Linked DNA regions of Mus musculus: region 2 is linked to region 1. The links are chromatin contacts, called in public promoter capture Hi-C maps. All regions are on one chromosome and are shown on one strand. Each heading gives the region's core, a stretch centred on a gene start, on an enhancer-like site or on the middle of the called end of the contact. The rest is flanking DNA. Distances are from core to core; before and after follow the strand shown. Region 1 holds the start of Maml3 (mastermind like transcriptional coactivator 3). Region 2 holds the start of Exosc8 (exosome component 8).

The links. Capture Hi-C pulls out chosen DNA fragments and counts their contacts.
Region 2: a contact with region 1 is called in a promoter capture Hi-C map of liver, with 4 times the contacts expected there. The contact joins the promoter of Exosc8 here to the promoter of Maml3 in region 1. A contact is called at or near these places in 2 of 39 promoter capture datasets (liver and pre-B cells) and 2 of 9 other capture datasets (adipose tissue and liver).

The regions. Positions count from the first base shown.
Region 1 is chr3:52,103,300-52,107,577 of GRCm38.p6, forward strand. It overlaps Maml3 (mastermind like transcriptional coactivator 3), which reads right to left and starts at 1,707. Exons shown (of 5, transcript NM_001004176.2): 1 at 380-1,707. The coding sequence starts at 844.
Region 2 is chr3:54,732,635-54,736,945 of GRCm38.p6, forward strand. Exosc8 (exosome component 8) reads right to left here and starts at 2,730. Exons shown (of 11, transcript NM_027148.3): 1 at 2,374-2,730; 2 at 1,662-1,698; 3 at 1,469-1,532; 4 at 1,024-1,097; 5 at 66-111. The coding sequence starts at 2,390. It overlaps Alg5 (asparagine-linked glycosylation 5 (dolichyl-phosphate beta-glucosyltransferase)), which reads left to right and starts at 2,905. Exons shown (of 10, transcript NM_025442.3): 1 at 2,905-3,015. The coding sequence starts at 2,950.

The DNA.
Region 1 (4,278 bases), core at 457-2,956:
CGCGGTGGTACAGAGAAAGGTGAAGGCGGGGCGCGGAGAGGAGCAGCGTGGTTTCTACTCCTGGGTTCACTCTGGTTCGCATCGATTTCTAAGACAAGGAGGGGGAAACTTTTCCTGCACCTCACTCTGGCACTAAAGCTCCCTCCTCCCCTTGGAGTCGTGACTGGCTTCTCTCCCTCTCATCCCTTCCTCCCCAAATCTGACAACCCTGACAGATTAACAGGTAGCGGCGGCGGCGAAAGCGTTTACCCTGAGAAAAGTTGACGTTAACCCTTCGTCTCCATCCCACCTCATCCCTCGGTGCAAATCAGACCCTCACAGCCCCCAAGCCAGGAACTCCACGCCCCCGACCCCAACGCGCACCCCAGTGAGCCCTCACCATGATCAGCGTATGGTTCCTCTGCTCGGCTGAGGCAGCCTCCGCATCTTGCTGGGTTTTACTCGGGTGCTGCTGCTTGCCGCTGCCGGCGCCCGATTTCTTGGCTCTCTGCTCCAGGGTCCTCTGATAGAGGCTCACGGTGTCCCGGCGCTCCAGCTCCAGCTGCTCCACCTGAGCCTGCTGATACCTGTTCTCGCAGTTGACGTGGTGCCGCCGGCAGCCCTCGATGCGCTGGCGGAGCCGCTCGACTACCGTGCTGTGCTTGGGGACGGCCGCCGAGCTGCCGCCGGGGCCCCCGGAGCCGCCGCAGCCGCCGGCAGCGGGGTGATTGCCACTCGGAGCAACCGGAGTGCTATTGGGAGTATTCACGCCGATCCCGGCCCCGCCGAGGCTGCTGCTCAGGCTGCTGTTGATGCAGATACTACTACCATTCGCGGCGGCAGCGGGGGCTGCGAAATCCCCCATCCTGCTCCCGGGGCACACTATTTTGGAAGAACTTTTTTTTTTAATCCACCCCCTATCAGCCTTCTCCTTGGGTCCAAGGATTAAAATAGTTTAAGTGGAACGCGGGGGAGACGCAAGCACATGGATGAAAAAACAGCGATCCCCACGGGGTGAAAAAAGGGGGAAGAGATTTTGGGGTGTTTTTTTTCCTTAAAAAAACTGTAAAGATCGAGGGGAGAAAAAAAGGGGGTGTTATCAGAATACCATCAGACACCTATCAACAAATAGAATCCCAACAAACTGAGCCGGCAGCAGATCGGCTTGCAACTCAAGGGGAGATCCGCTCCTCGCCTGCCTCCTTTTAATAATCCATTATTTTCTAATAAATTCCAGGAGGTTTCCGGTGGTTGGCAAGCATTTTCTCCCTACGTACCGAAAAACACACCCCATGTACACACACGAGCGTGTGCCTCCAGTGCGGACACGCGCGACACACACTCACTCCACGCCGCATCGGAAAACGGCGAGCTTGCTTATTGCATTTTCCTTCCACAAAAAAGTTTTGGTGTTTATGCCGCCCCGTGTTCTCAAAGTACTTTGGCTGCTCAGTTGCATTTCACAGGAGCCTAGACATCGAGTCCTCGGGCTGGGCAAGTAAACACATGGACAGTCCGAGGCGACTGCAAAAGTAGATCGCTGGAGTCCTTTGCGAAACGCCGCGCGGAGAGCAGCCACTAATGCTCGGCCAGGCTGCCGCTGCCGCCGCCGCCTCCGCCACCATCACAATGATCAACTGCTCGCCGCCGCCGCCGCCTCCTCCTCCTCCTCGCGCTCCTCCACCTCCTCCTCCTCCTCCATGCCAGCGGAGTGATATCAGGACGCGCGAGCTCAGTAAACACGGCAGCGGCGGCGGCTGGAGGCCGTGAGACAAGCCCGGGGACCCGGTGCAAAACCCGGCCCGGACTCTCCCCTGGCGGGAGCGGGCGCGGCGCGCACCGACCTGACTCCCGCCTCCCTTGCCCCCCCACCCCCTCCCCTTCCCCAATCCAGCTGCTCCCCAGGCTGGGAAGCCCCGACCTGCCAGGAAGAGGGGGGAAAACAAAGATTGGGGGGAATCTTAGGAGTGGATCACCTTTTGACCCGTGTGTGTGTGTGTGTGTGTGTGTGTGTGTGTGTGTGTGTGTGTGTGTGTGTGTGTGTGTAAGTGAGCGCGCGGCGCGCGTGTATGTGTGTGTGCGCGCGCGCGAGTGCGCGGGGACGCGCCAGGCTGGCTGTGTTTCCTTCTGCCCAGCGAGGTATCCAGCGAGCCCAAGTTGTTGTTATACATTTATGCATTATATTGCAGAAATGTGCATGACCAGGCAGAAACAGTGCAGCTTCCCAGCAGCTGTCATCCCCACCCATGTGAAATGAAATAGGCAAACGAGTGGCTTGTTTTCAAGGCCCAGAGAAGACCCTGCTAGTGAACTCTTGCTCAAACTCTAGGACCCTCTTTAACTCAAATAATTTTTTTTCCTTACGTTTATTTGTTTATTGGGAAGAAGTGCCTAGTGCCACACCCCACGCACGCTTAGAAGTCAGAAGACAGCTTTGTGGAGTCCTCTAAGGTGGGTACTTGAGTTTGAACCAAGGTTGTCAAGATCTGGGGCAGTCAGTCACCTTTACCTCCTGGAAATTTCATCAAAGTACCCATTCCTCAATGAACAGAACTAAGCAGTCAAAACAAAACAAAACCTTGGGATATTATTTATTTCTCTGTACATAACGACTGTGGTTATTATGACGATTATTGTTTTATTTATCCTTGAAAAAAAATAAAACCAAGCAAGCAGGGACTTGGAGGTGAGACTAACAGTACATTTAAACAGACTGTTTTGAACACTAGGTGCTAATGACGGCAGCAATTAAGGGTCCTGCCTAAATCAAGTGGAAAGATTGCAGATTTCATGCTTTAGAACTATAGAAAGAAAGAAAGAAAAAAAAAACACAGCATTTCACAGTTTGTTGTGACCAAAACAAAAACAAGCCAAAAAGTGTGTGGGGGGCAGGCTTAGCTTACCACTAGATATATTTTTTTATTTCAATGGATTCACATTCACAATAGCACGATTGAAATGGAGTAGCTGCAGAGAAGTAATCTCAGGTTTTGTTAATTATTATCACACATTATCTACCCAGACACTGAGTAGAACATCTGACAAGAAAGTTCAAACACCCTTGGCTCAGTCTTACACCATTGCCCAGAGACGTCTGCAAAAATGAAAAGGCAGAAATTGCTAGCACTTCTGGGGTCCCTGGGCTACAGACCTCGATGGTGGGGTGTTCATGAAACGGCTTTTTGAATGGATTTGGGGGGGGGAGGGGGTAAAAACACAGCCCTGTTTTCTAAAGTACCCAGGAATAAAAGAAGGCTGGGCCTTGTTTTTTGTATGACAAAACTTTTCCCGGGGAGGTGCGATACACACACCTACTCATTCCAGACAGAGAACCCACCACAGACCAGAGAACAGATGCCATCAAAGGTCCAACTTAAAGAACCAATGAGTTTCATTGGTGTTACTTACAGGAATATGGGTGAGGGGTTCCTTACTGGAGCAGAAATTACTCAAAGACAGCTGCCTCACCACAGCCCACCACAGCCTGGGGACAGCTCACAAGAGCTGGAAACCCGGAGCACACTGCACAGCCTACAGGCAACTCAACAGGCTGGACTGGGTCCTTTCCTGGAGGTGCCTCAGTTGACCTAAACCTCTTCCAGGTAGCTTGGCTGGTTTCTGCAGCTTCTGAGTAGCTGATCTGATCCCAGTCTTCTTTGCAGCTTGGCTTGTCTGAGTGTTTTTGTTTTTGTGAGTTGGGTTTTTTTTTTTTTTTTTTTTTTAACAGTTTCTTTCCCAAGTCTGAGAGCAACTCTTAGCTTCTATCATTTACTCTGGCTGAGAGGAGCCTAGTGAATCTGGTCAGTTTCAGGGACTTCCTGAAGCTGTTTTGAGTAATTTACCTTCCTGCTTAAGGAGCACTTATGCATTAGTCATGAAGAAGCCTCTTCATTTCTTGGCTTTACTGTTTAGTAGCGATGCTGTTTCTAACCTCATAGTATCAGATATCTGTAGCTATAGTTCTCTTCATTTAATTGGGTCTATATGGTGAGCTGTATCTTTAATACCCACTGAATTATTTGGCTTTGAAAAGGGGGAACAAATTATTTATCTTGGTGAAAGGCTATAAGAGGGAAAACCTAATAGGAGAGGGTCTCTTGTTAAAGTTGCCTTCCTTTTTTGAAATCCATCTAATCGATGTACAAACTCCCGAATCATTAGTGCTCCTCAGTGACAGCCAGAAAACTAATCTGAGGGGCAGAAGAGCTGGCTCAAAACACCAGCAGAGTACCTTGGTTCCCAGGATCCGCATGGTAGTTTACAACAGCCTAGAATCCCAGCTCCCGAGGATCTGGCAGC
Region 2 (4,311 bases), core at 1,480-3,979, 2.6 Mb after region 1:
CCTCACTGCCAGAGGTATCTCTCAACTTACTTATAATTCATTAAAATTATGAGCATTTAACTCACCGACATATCCTCTATCGGGGGCATCTACTGGTGGTGCTGCAAATTCCTACAAAAGCAAACAATGTATTCCAGTGAGAAAAGCCACGCAACACGATGACATTCTAGTCATCCACAGAGGCCGTGCCAGAGACCATTTCAGCCAATTAACCCATGTTAAGGATGCTGGCACTGCCTTCCTAGTGACTCCCAGGGAGGTTAAAGGGCAGTGTAATCAAACTGTGCTGCTCATCCATGAGGACCAGTGGGATTATGCCCACCCTATGACTTGTTCAGCAGCCAAATCTGAATTTAATCCCCAAGCGACACTGACATGACCAGGCTGGGGAGCCAGTAGTGGCTAGAAGCGAGGTATATAGCAATAAGAGCCCAGTGCAGCTATAGATCCACACAAGAGACTGCAAGAGCTGGGGAAAGTTACTTATCTCTCAAGTTCCTCTGCTGACACAGGGACAGATAAACAGTACCTGCCTACTCCTGAGGGCCCAAGTGAGACAGTGCCACTAAGTCCCAGGTATAATCCTGGCAAGCAGTATGTGGTCTGACAGTTATTACTTCAGCTTGACCACAGACCTAAACGAGGAAAGCTGCTCAGTGAAACGTGAGAAAGCACAGGTTCTGTCAGTAGACTCTGCCTACCTTCTACTTACAGAGATTGGTAACAGTAGAGCATCTAAAAAGCTCAGCAGACAGTTACTATTCCTACGACGAACAAAAGCTATCGATGGCTAAAGGTGTCACTGTAACAGTCGATTTCAAAACCGATATTGCTGAAACCCTAACGTGTGACGTGCTGAGGACTCACCTTGTAAAGCGTTAATGATGCTCACATGTAAAAAACAAAAAAACAAAAACCAACCTTGGGGAATATCATTCCAAATACCAGCCCCTGATCAAGTACAACCTCATAAGCATGCAGTTAACTTGGAATTCAGACATTACAGGCATACAGGAAACCTACTGCTTTAACGCCACAAATGACCGTGGTATTCCCCAGCTTCACGAGAGCAGAGCCATCCGCTGTACTGATTGAACCTGGAAAGGTAAACTTGGTATTCATAAAAAATTTTAAAAAGAAAAAAAAAAAGAAAATAACCACAAAGTTTCCTACAAAGTAGTTTAAATCTTTTTGTTTGCCTCTGAAACTCCCCCCACCCCCACCCACCCACCCCCTGAAACTTTTGACCGGTTCAGGTCAGTGACTTGAAAATGATATTACTACTTAACGTTTTTTCATCTTTTTCTTCGGTCTCCCAATTTGAACTAAAGTTTAGATCAACTACAAGGTTGGTGTGATGATAAAAATCTCTTAACATCACCCGATTGCGTTAGACATAGTAGAGCTGGCTGAAAAACTACGTGACACCAAGGATGTCCCACCCAACTAAAAGGAAGTTTATCTTCACCTATGTTGACAGTTGTGGCTCTGAATTCACCAAGTTCTCTTCCATCAGGACGGCAGTTTTCCTTCTAAATGTTTATAAGGAAACGGGTCATAGATGTATTTCGGGTACGCAGCATTAAGCCTCATTCATTTAAATGAACCGAAGCTTGGTGTTTTTACCCACAGCTCTAACGTACAAAACCACCTTCACTCACCAGAAATCTCCTGTAATACTCCAGCGGCTCCACAGTTCTGAAACAATGTTTAAAACGTGTCTCAGTCAGTGCGTCCTAAAGCAGAAACCCAGAACTTGAGAGTGTGGTGTCTGAGGCGTGATCTCGACAGGCTCAGGCGTTTGAAACTGTGTGGCCCGTATTTATAAAAGCCACACAGCAGCAACCGGTTTCCAGCGGTGACCTTAACTGTGCCATAGTCAGGAGGAACAGAGGCCCTTGGCACACCCAGAAGAGGGTCAACCTGGGTGTCAGTCACATCACTCGTGCTCTGAAGCAGGGACCTTAGCGTGACTTCGCGCCGTTATAAACCACACTCGCCAGCATCCACAACTTTACCACGGAAGAGTGTATTGTACATACGTTTGGCCTCCTCGCCGACCCGCGGCCACAAGTGACTGCAGGTAGGTACGGTGCACGCACCGCAGACGCGAGTTTGCAGGCTGCACGCGTGGGCGGCTCCGGGTTTAACCAGAGCGCGCCCAACGCTTTCCCAGTCCCTTCCGAGGGCGGCCCTGCGTGGAGAGCGGCGTGGCCCTCGGCTAAGAGGTCCGGGCCGTCCTGGATGCAGTGTCCCTCAGCGCCTCGAGTGGGCAGAGCCCTCCCGCGGCCCCGCGAGTCCTCGGGGGGGCCCCCACCCGCCGCCGCGCGCCACACCCGCACCCGGGCCCTCTTTGCGCGCGCCGCCACTCACTTGAACCCAGCCGCCATTTTTCCGGCCCGCTCTGCGCCTGCGCAGCCCTCCGCGCCTGCGCCCTCCGGTCGCCAGGCGTGCCTCCAGCCCAGGGCACTCGGAGGGATCCTGGGTTAGGGAAGTGCAGCTACCGTGTTCCTGCGCCCGAGGCATTAACGCCAGCTCCGGCCACCCCGAGCGTCCCGCTAGTCGCCAATCTCGCGGGGTCCCACGGGCCCGCGCGCTTGTGCACGAACACACTCCCACACACACGCAGGCGCACGAGATGAAAAGGGGGTGACCCTAAAACCCTCCACGGCGCCGGGCATCCTTAGATGGCTGCTCTGCACGGCGCGAGGGGTGAAGCCAGTGCACAGGTCCAGGGCTTTGACTTGCCGCACTCGGTGACCGGCCTGCAGTCCTCGGCGGAGCCGCGCGGGGGCGCTGCGGGGAGGCCTCGGCTTTCCTGCCGTGGCGGGGCACGGCCAGGCGGGGGCGCTGCGGGCGGCGGGCGAGGGCTAGGCCGGCCTCTCCTGCGGGGCCGGCTGGGGCGGGGCGCGGCGCCGCACCGCGCTTCCGCAAGTGTGGAGCTGCGGGATGGCTACGCTGCTACTGCAGCTGCTGGGGCTCGGCGTGGCGCTGGCGGCTGCCGCGCTCATTCTGGTGAGACCGTGGTGGAGTCCGGTGCTCCGGGTGTCCCTTCCGCGCTTCCCTCGCGTGCTTGGCTCCCTTGGCCTCAGATTCCCTGAAATCCTTTGAACCTTTGTTCCCCTTTGGAACCCTATTTGAGTGCCCAGAGCCTCCGCCCAGCTTTTCGGGGCTCCTGCTTCTGAACCCCCGCCTGTCACCCCTCCACGCCACTCCCCAGTCTTCTTCCTGGGGCTCCCATATGCACTGCAGCTGGAAAGAGCGGCCGATCCATAAGGCTAGGGACGATGGGTCAGCAAAAGATAGGCCCAGACGGCGTTCTATTCATTTTGGCCAGGGGTCTTTTTGTTTTGTTTTGGGTTTTTTTGCTTGAGAATCAGGCACCTTAGCGTTTTCTTTGCCATTCCTGTAGAAACGTGGCAGACCCCTTCTGATTATGTAGAAGAGGACATATTTGCCAACTAAACTCTGCCACATAGTTTGAAAAGGAGCCTGTAACTCATTCAGAAAGCAGATTCTGAAAAGCTTGCCTGTATTGAGACAGGTGGCCAGAAAGGCCTCTGCCACCTAGCCAATGTACATGTGCACATGCACAGTCTTGGAGTGGTGTAGCCAGATGACTGTCGCTGTGTGTCCGGTGAAGCCAGGCGCCCTCTCTCACTAAAATGCCTTCTTTAAAGGCTTGGAACAAATCTGAACTTTGTTGGCCACGTTCCGGGTTGTGGCCACTTTACTTTGAATCCTTTATACAGACTTAGCTGACTGTGTGTGCACGATGAGGCTGTGTGGACTGTACTAGATCCCACTGGCTTGAACGAGTAGAGGTACCCTTTATTTTACTGCAAGCATGTTGCACTTGGTGTGCAGTGCGTTGCATCTTGAAGCCTACTTTCCATCTGCCTGTTGGCATTCTTTCTCTCCGCCCACTTTTTTTTTTTTTTTTTTTTTTTTTTTTTGAGACAGGGTTTCTCTGTATAACTCTGGCTATCCTGGAACTCACTTTGTAGACCAGGCTGGCCTCGAACTCAGAAATCCGCCTGCCTCCCGAGTGCTGGGATTAAAGGCGTGCGCCACCATGCTCGGCCTCCGCCCACTTTTGAAAATAAATTTAAAACAATTCCAAATAACATTTCATCTCTAAATCATCTGCATTTATTTCTATAAGGACTTCCTTCTAAAACTTTACTGTAATAAGTTAATTCCAACCGTCTTTAAAACCTGTTATTTCTGTGTTTCCAAATACCCTGTCAATTTAAATACTCGGAGTTTGCCAGTATGGAGTTTGCCAGTGTGGATTTTTTTTTTGGTTTT